Linked DNA regions of Zea mays: all the other regions are linked to region 3. The links are chromatin contacts, called in public Hi-C and HiChIP or PLAC-seq maps. All regions are on one chromosome and are shown on one strand. The core of a region is the stretch at or near the end of the contact, and the rest is flanking DNA. Distances in the headings are between cores, read along the strand shown.

Evidence for each region. Hi-C and Micro-C count contacts between places; a contact is called where the count stands out from the background. HiChIP or PLAC-seq counts read pairs in DNA pulled down with a chosen protein or histone mark.
Region 1: a Hi-C map of leaf shows a contact between it and region 3, with 4 times the contacts expected there. The contact joins the promoter of LOC103645193 here to the promoter of LOC103643119 in region 3. A contact is called at or near these places in 15 of 25 Hi-C or Micro-C datasets (bundle sheath, ear, endosperm and 6 more).
Region 2: a contact with region 3 is called in an H3K4me3 HiChIP or PLAC-seq map of leaf, with 4 times the contacts expected there. The contact joins the enhancer-like site here to the promoter of LOC103643119 in region 3. A contact is called at or near these places in 9 of 25 Hi-C or Micro-C datasets (bundle sheath, ear, endosperm and 1 more) and 1 of 3 datasets of contacts at active chromatin or transcription factors (leaf).

Annotation. Positions count from the first base shown.
Region 1 is chr1:201,926,128-201,928,827 of Zm-B73-REFERENCE-NAM-5.0, forward strand. LOC103645193 reads left to right here and starts at 1,301. Exons shown (of 5, transcript XM_023300874.1): 1 at 1,301-1,309; 2 at 1,504-1,683; 3 at 1,788-1,982. The coding sequence starts at 1,301. It overlaps LOC109943721 (a long non-coding RNA gene), which reads right to left and starts at 944. Exons shown (of 2, transcript XR_002266805.1): 1 at 669-944; 2 at 110-556.
Region 2 is chr1:201,880,753-201,883,599 of Zm-B73-REFERENCE-NAM-5.0, forward strand. No RefSeq gene overlaps it. Among protein-coding and RNA genes, the nearest start is that of LOC109943721, 45 kb to the right of the region's middle. Within about 2 kb of position 1,384, at least 14 of the 20 cell types and tissues checked have an H3K27ac peak or open chromatin away from gene starts, as enhancers often do. A contact at or near this core is called in bundle sheath, ear, endosperm and 1 more, where this site is marked.
Region 3 is chr1:201,719,907-201,722,615 of Zm-B73-REFERENCE-NAM-5.0, forward strand. It overlaps LOC103643119 (traB domain-containing protein), which reads left to right and starts at 1,448. Exons shown (of 7, transcript XM_008666274.4): 1 at 1,448-1,887; 2 at 1,992-2,107; 3 at 2,201-2,289; 4 at 2,381-2,455. The coding sequence starts at 1,535.

The DNA of each region.
Region 1 (2,700 bases), core at 51-2,550, 210 kb after region 3:
ACCAAATGAACATAACTCATCAATTCACAATTCACACACATATTCATCGGTTTAACCATAGTTATATTCACATAGACTAATTTAACATATAGTCATAGTTTATCAATCATTAGTTTAACTCATATGACATATACACCATACATAAATATAATATGTTCATCAATTATTACATAAATGATATACATATAGTTTTATTTTGTTGAAACATATTAGCTCGTTTAGCTTGCGAGTTGGCTCGTTAACAAACCGAACTAGAATGTCATCTCAGCTCGTAAAAAAATTCAAACGAACTGATATAACTGACCACGAACCGAAGTAGCAGACGAGCTATGAACATCTCGTCAAGCCGTAGTTGTCAGCCGAACGCGCGTGCCCTGTTGTTTGTTCGTTTGCTTTCCGACGCGCCGCACATGCTGGGACGCGTATAGACGTAGCGTTTATTCGCCAGGGGCAGAGCGTTTACCTTGGACCGCTGACTCTTCCTCCTCGGCTCCTCCAACAAAAACAAAACGTAAAGGAGAGCGCACGGGGGGAAGAAAAGTATTGCCGCGCGCACCTGCATTGCCGCGCGCACGTCACTGGCGGGGGCGGACAGGTAAAGCGCAACAGCCGATGGAGGAAGGGCCGACGACCGTGAGCGACGAAAAGAACAAAGAGGAATGACCTACCTGCCCGGGCACAGGCACAGCAACCCCCTCCTCTGTGCTCTCCTCACCCGACGCGGGAGAGGCTGCTGCTGCAGTGCTGCACACGCGACACGCCTCGCCACCTACCCCGCTGCAGTGTAGGGCTACCGAGGGGTCCGAGACCTTCACCTTCAGGTTTTCGTTGCAGCAGCTAGCAGGGCGTGCGCTGAAGAAGAAACAGCAGACTGGCCTGGTGTGGTGTACTGGTGTGCTCAACAAAATGCGCAATCGAAGGCACGCACGACACGACCAGGCCGGCCTTTGTTTTCTAGCTAATGACGACCCTTACGTACATTTATTAATAATCCGTCGTTGAATACACGAGCCATTGGTGTGTCGGTGCAGTCACGGCCCCAGTGACGGCCGACGACGGCGACGCCGCAGCGGCACCGAAAAGCACACACATCGATTATACTACTGCTAGCGGCCGGTCAGAGCCGCCGGCGAGTTCTCTTTGCGTCGCGTGCTTCGACCGGTTACGGTTATCTTATTATGCATGCGCTGGCCGGGCTGGGCTTGAGAAGAAGCTTCCGTCCCAGTCCCAGTCCCAGTCCCAGTCCCAGTCCCAGAGAGCTAGGCTCCGCGGTCGCCTCATCGAGTCGTCGGCACCCCCCATGCATGCTGCACACATGAGTTCACCCTGTGAGTTTTAAGTTGGTATATCTTGCCTCTTTTGTGATAGATCGAGGTGGAGAGTACCGTTTCGGTTTAGTCTCTGTTGTGTTCCTCAGCTAAATTTGAGTGCGTGCTCATCGGTCATCACCCAAAATATCCGGCAAAATAATTAGCACGTCTTTGACGAGCTTTAGTTTTCTAGAGATTTGCCTGTGCTCAAGGGTTAATTCTCCGAAAGAAAATTCTGGATTCCATTCACCACGCCCACGCTCCTCTTCTGGCCGTGTTCTCGGTCCTTCACACGCCCAGCACACACTATACTGGAACCAGATCCGCTGCCTTACGGCAGCCTGCCGTGCGCTCGTCGATCTTCAAACCAACGGTGATCTGCTGTCCTCTCCCTCAGTAGTGTATGGAGCGGCCCAACAGAGTAATTCTGGCCCACTTCTTTTCTTCGTTTCTTATTTCTTTCATCTAGGAACACAGCGCAACGGAGGAAAAAGCAGCGGGAAAGGCTGCCTGTTTTGGCGCCAGATACAGAGAGACAGTGACAAAAGGAACCAACGGACAGGGCAAAAAGCACCAAATACAGAGAGACAGCGACGAAGGAAACCAACCAACAGACAAGGCAAAAAGCTGAGAAGCAAAGATGGAGGAAGATGCGACCAACGGATCAAACATGTGAGATGCACCACTTTATTTTTATTCCTAATATCATGGTCCATTTGTTCCTTTCTTTTAAATTTTAGTTGTCTTTTTTAGGGAGAATGTGTTGCCCTGTTTGATTCCTCGTATTGGAATGAAATTCAGAAACCCAGATGAGGGCTGGAGATTTTGGTTAGCGTATAGTGGTCAAAAAGGTTTTGATGTTAGAAAAAGGTACTCAAATACAAGTAAGATTGATGGAAACGTCACGTCATGTAGATTTGTTTGTGCTAATCAAGGTCATCGAGGGAAAGATAAAAAGGGGTATGAAGTAAAGTGTCATCGAGCTGAAACTAGAACGGATTGTGAAGTGCGTATGGGACTTGTAAAAGATAAAGAGTTTGGTGGATACAAAGTTTATGATTTGAATTTAGAACACAACCATAACCTTCACTTGCCAGAAACATTCCACTTGATGGTGTCACAAAGGAAAATTTCAGATTTGCAAGCTTTTGAAATTGAAACAGCTGATGACTCGGGAATAGGACCAAAAGCATCACATGAATTAGCATGTCGCCAAGTGGGTGGGCCGCTTAATTTGAGTTACACCATTCGTGACCATAAAAACTATTTGCGTGGCAAGCGACAACGAGAGATGGTATATGGTCAAGCTGGAAGCATGCTCAAATATTTCCAGGATAAAATGACAGAGAATCCGGCGTTCCAATATGCGACACAAATGGATGCTGAAGAG
Region 2 (2,847 bases), core at 134-2,633, 160 kb after region 3:
GCGCAACTTCCTGGACGAAACAAGTATAGCATAGATAAGCTTGTGCGTCTCAAGGTACCTGGCCTTTGCCTCATCTATTCGTTGAAGTGGATATGGGTCCTTAGGACAGGCCTTATTGAGGTTGGTGTAGTCGATGCACATTAGCCTTGGGAACGATGACTGGATTGGCCAGCCATACTGGGTGATGGACCTCTTCGATGAAGCCAGCGCGCAGCAGCTTCCGGACCTCCTCACGGATGAAATCCTGCCACTCAATGGACTGTCTCCGAGGCTTCTGACTCTCCGGTTTGGCGTCAGGGTGGATCTTCAGATGGTGCTCGATCACCTCCCTGGGGATCCAAGGCATGTGCGACGGTTCCCATGCGAATACGTCGGCATTTACACTTCATTCATCATTTGGCATACCTTCTTGTTGATTTGCACTTCATTCATCATTTGGCATGTAATAACCCACTTAATTAAACTAACACACATCTGGCTAGCTAGTAGCAATTTGAGGATGCACACATGCAGCTTTGTTGTACCCAGCATAGAGATACTCCGTAACAGGAAACGGGGCATGATGATAAGGCCGGCGGGGGGGCGTCGGGATCGAACGATAGATCGCATCATTTTGGGTGTGACGGGTGACGGGAAACGAAACGCCCCCCTGCTGCGGGCATGCCATTATGATGGCTTCGCCTTTCCTAAAACGCATTATAAGCAACAGTTCGTGGCCCTTTCCCTGCACAGCGTTTCCAGCCCTCCTTTTCTAAGTACACTGCAGCCGATATTTGCCATGCACTTGTTGAATCCCATTCATCGTCCTCAGCGACAGCAGTGCGCGCGCTTAACCGAATCTAGGACTTAGCTTTTTTGTTTTTTTTTTTTTGGCTGCACTTTTATCCAACGTAATTTATATGGATCGATGAGGGAAATTGAGGTTCACTGGAGTACAGCCAAATGAGCCCTGTGATTTATATTGATTAGCTGGTCTGTGGGAAGGGACAATTAGGCATGGGTGTTATTGGCCTCCATGTGGAGCCACTTTACCCGAGATGATAGGGCCAGCTAGCTAGCTAGTCTCAAGATTCTTATCAGAAGACAACGGCGTCATTAGCTTACTACAAATACAAAGGTGTGTAGAGGGGAGTGCCAGAATTTGAGCTGAAAACGACCAGTATCAGTGCTGAATTTAGCAGAGATGTCTCTGTAGTAGTAGTAGTAGTACACGTATATAATTACTAGGACCAGGAGAGGTTGGGAACTTGAGATGAACGCTCACATGGGTTGGACCGTGCTGAAAGCGTAGCTTTCTTTATCTTCTCGTCTCGGTGGTCACCTCTGAAGACTGCCGCTGATGCCTAGGACAAAGATGATGGGTAGATGATCACTCATAGATGCCCCAGGAAGACGACATGCCCTGCTCCCAGGAAATGGGAGAGTGCCTACAGCTGCTGCCAGGATGTCATGTGCTGTACCACTACTTTTTCATACTGCTACGAAAGAAAAACACAATCTGCCTTCTTGCTTGCCAAATACTACACGTTCATATCGGATAGCAGTTGTATGTAGGGCTTTGACAAAATGGCCCGTGGCTCGTTAGCTCGTTCGGTTCGTAGTCGACTTGGTTCGGCTTAGATCAGTTCGTTTGAATTTTTTTAAGAATAAAGCTGACATCTTAGCTTTCTTCGTTAACGAGCCAGCTCACGAGCTACCACGTTTCAGCAACACGAAACTATATACATATCACATAGTATATTTATGTATGGTGTCTATGTCCAATGAGTTAAACTGATGAATTATATCTATGTGTTAAATTGATCTATGCGAATATAACTGTGAGTTAAACTGATGAATATGTGTGTGAATTGTGAATTGATGAGTTCTATTAATTTGGTGTTATATTGATGTGTCTATAAAACTATGAGTATAATTACTATTTCTATTGTTAAATTAGTTTGAAATTAACTAGAAATTGATTATTATATACATATTGTTTTTTTCCACTCTGACTCGCGATCGCTCGAGCTCATGAACGAGCCGAGTCGAGCTGATTTTATGGCTCGTTAGCTTAACGAGCCAGCTCGAACTCAGACGAGTCGAGTCGATCTGGCTCGATATCCAGCCCTAGCTGTATGCAAATTTCTAGTTATTGAATTACTTTATGGGTTTTTGGACATCTGAACTCCACAACATAATATAATGGACTCCACAACGTGGTTTATGGACAAGCAACTATTTGGGTTCTTTGGATTATTTTTTTCATAATAACATACCAGTATGTGGCTGAGATACAAGCAGATGTTAGGGGTGTTTGAGGGTACCTTTTTTTTGTTAACAGAAGAATCGTATAGTTCAGAAGAAGAAACTATGTAATTTGGGTTAATGTGATGACCTGGCAGGGGCGAAGCCAGCCTCAAGGTTTATAGTGTCAGTATCGTTTTACATGGGTGTCATCAATACTGTAAACGGTATTAAACAATACTTTACACTATATTTTCTGAAATCCATCGATATCAAGTTGTAGCTCCGCCCCGGACCAGAGAACATAGCTGGACACACTAGCCACAGTGAAAAACTATGCGACACGGTGAAATTAACTTACCGGAGATTAAAAGTGGAGCTCTCAACTTCAATCTCAATGAAGATCTCGAACCAAATCCCCTGGACCAACTGAAGACTTAAGAACTTGGGTGCAGTTTGATTCACATATTAGTAATGTAATGGCTAACCAATAACGTTAAATCATATTTGTTTAATTTTAACCATAATCGATACCACATTACAAATGGATACCGCCTTATTAAAATTTGTTAACGCCGGTCTTCGAGTGTGAATCGTTATTATTAACATTTACGTTATATT
Region 3 (2,709 bases), core at 198-2,697:
TGCATACGCAGAGCCGAGAGCTGCGCAATACGCACAGTTCCCACATTCATCGCAGCAACATTATGGTGCCCCACCAGCAACACATTATAATCATGCCATACCACCTCATGGACATAGGGCTGAATACTATTCGGCCACAAGAGAGCCTGAGGGGTATATGGCAGGAGCTGGTGACATTAATAGGACACCTAACACACACCTCAAACATACCTGGGAGGAAAGCCGACAGAGTAATGTCAGGCAACCTGAAATCTCCACCCACAAACTTAATGGATGGTCGCCAGACATGGCAGAGAGGGTCAGAGACGAGGTAGCCGGGATGTTCAGGGACAAACTCGGTGTTAGTGTGTCAGGTACAGGGCAATCGTATCGGAAGCCTTATAGCCACCGATTCGACACCGTGCCATACCCACAGGGAACTAGAATACCAGACTTCTCTAAGTTTTCTGGTGAAAGTGGGAAAAGCACACACGAACATATAAGCCAATTCATAGCACACTTGGGAGAATTGGCTGATGGGGAAGCCTACCGCGTTCGTTTATTCTCGTTGTCCCTTACTGATACTGCATTTGCATGGTACGCAGCTTTGCCACCAAACTCTATTAACTCTTGGGAAGAATTAGAGCAGAAATTTCATGAACACTTCTTCTCAGGAGAACATGAGTTAGAATTGGCTGACTTAGCTTCAGTCCGACAGGGGTCTGAAGAATCAGTTAATGACTATATCCGGAGATTCCGGGACACTAGAAACCGATGCTTTCAGATTCATGTCGCAGAAAAACAACTGACAGGGCTAGCTTTCAATGGGTTGCGATCCTACTTAAAAGAAAAATTAGACGGCGCCCAATTCTTTTCATTAGTGCACTTACACCAGCGGGCTATGACCTGTGAAAGCCGAAGTAAGGAAACATCAAAATCGGCTAGCCATAAGATGCATTTAGTGGGATACGATAATTCGGACGATGAATCCACGGATGTATACACCGCCGAACTGGTTTGGCCAGGACAGGCTAAACCTTCAGCGTGTTCTGCTTTACAGTCAATTCGAAAGAATCGACAAGAGGAAGTTAAGTTTACTTTTAATGTTGCCAAATGCGATAAAATATTTGACGAGTTACTGAAAAACGACAACATTAAATTAACTCATACTATTCCTCCTCCTGATGAATTAAAGAGGCGTGCTTATTGTAAGTGGCATAATTCCTTTTCTCATGCCACCAATGATTGTAATGTTTTTCGTCGACAGATACAATCGGCCATAAATGAGGGTCGATTGGCTTTTCAGGAGATGCAAGTAGACACACAACCCTTTCCTGTTAATACAATAGAACTCACATGCAAAAAGGTCTTCTTCCGGAATTACCATGTATGCAAAAAGTTTTGCAACACACGGCCCATGTATGTACGGCCCATATCAATGGAATTAGCAGAAAGAATCACCGCACGCGAGCGTGACTGCCGCCGATCGCGGTTCCATATCCCATTCATATCCTCCCCGCGGCGCGCGGCCGCGCCAGCACCACCCAGCAACCAGATGCGCAGCCGACCCGCCAGTATGGCAGCGGGGCCCACCCCATCCGCCGCGGCGGCGTCGTTGCGGCCGCCGCCGCCGTGTTTCGACTACCGGGCGGCCGTGCTCGCCGACACGCGCGCCGCCGCCGCAGGGAACCCTGCGCTGGCGGGGCTGATCGAGTCCGGTGCGCTCGTGCGCGTCCCGCGGCGGCGGTTCGGCCCGGTCCCGGCGTGGCGCCCGCCAGACTTCGTGGAGCCTGAGGATGTGTGGATCCTCGGCACCTCGCACCTCTCCCGGGACTCCGTCGCCGACGTGGAGCGCGTCCTCCGCGCCGTCCAACCCGACAATGTCGTCGTCGAGCTCTGCCGGAGCAGGCAAGGCCACGCCTTCCCTTAAACTTTAAGCCGCTTAAAGAAGTGTCGTCGATCTTCTTCCGGGGGCGGGGCTAACTGACGCCGTTGCAGAGCCCTCACTTCAGAGCTGGAATCATGTACGCGTCCAGTGATTCTTCCGACGAGCCGCTTTTGAAGTCCAACATGTTCTCTCTCGGTGGCTCCAAGTTCTTCGGCGCAGTCAGTAGAAGCATCAACCTGGGTGAGAGCAACCGACCCTTGCCTCGTGTTTACCATTTCCCATCAGAACTCACGGAGACCTGCTGATCTTGTTGGTTTCTTTGGGCTGGCACAGGTGGGCAGAGCGCTCTTGCTCTGCGTCTGCTCCTCGCTGTTTTTTCGTCTAAAATTGCTTCCAGTGCGAACCGGCCGTTTGGAGAAGAGGTATTTGCTAATAACCTGACACGTAAGTTTTCTTCAGACATTGTGATAACTTAGCAACTGAATTCTACTACCGTATACTGTATTTTGGTAGTTCCGGGCAGCTAGGAGGGTGTCTGAAGATATTGGAGCTCAGCTTGTTCTTGGGGATCGCCCCATTGAAATAACTGTATGTGGCTTATTATCTACACAATGGTTTTCTTCAATTGCAGATTTGTGCACTGAACTTGCATTGCTAACTCTGTAAAGTACTCTACTCCCTCCGTTCCAAATCATATGGCATTTTGACTTTTCTAGATACGTTACTTTTATTATCTATCTAGACATACTGTGTATCTAAATACATAGCAAAAGCTACGAGTCTAGAAAAACAAAATATCTTATAATTGGAAATGGGGAGTACAACTGATAAAATAGCTGAAG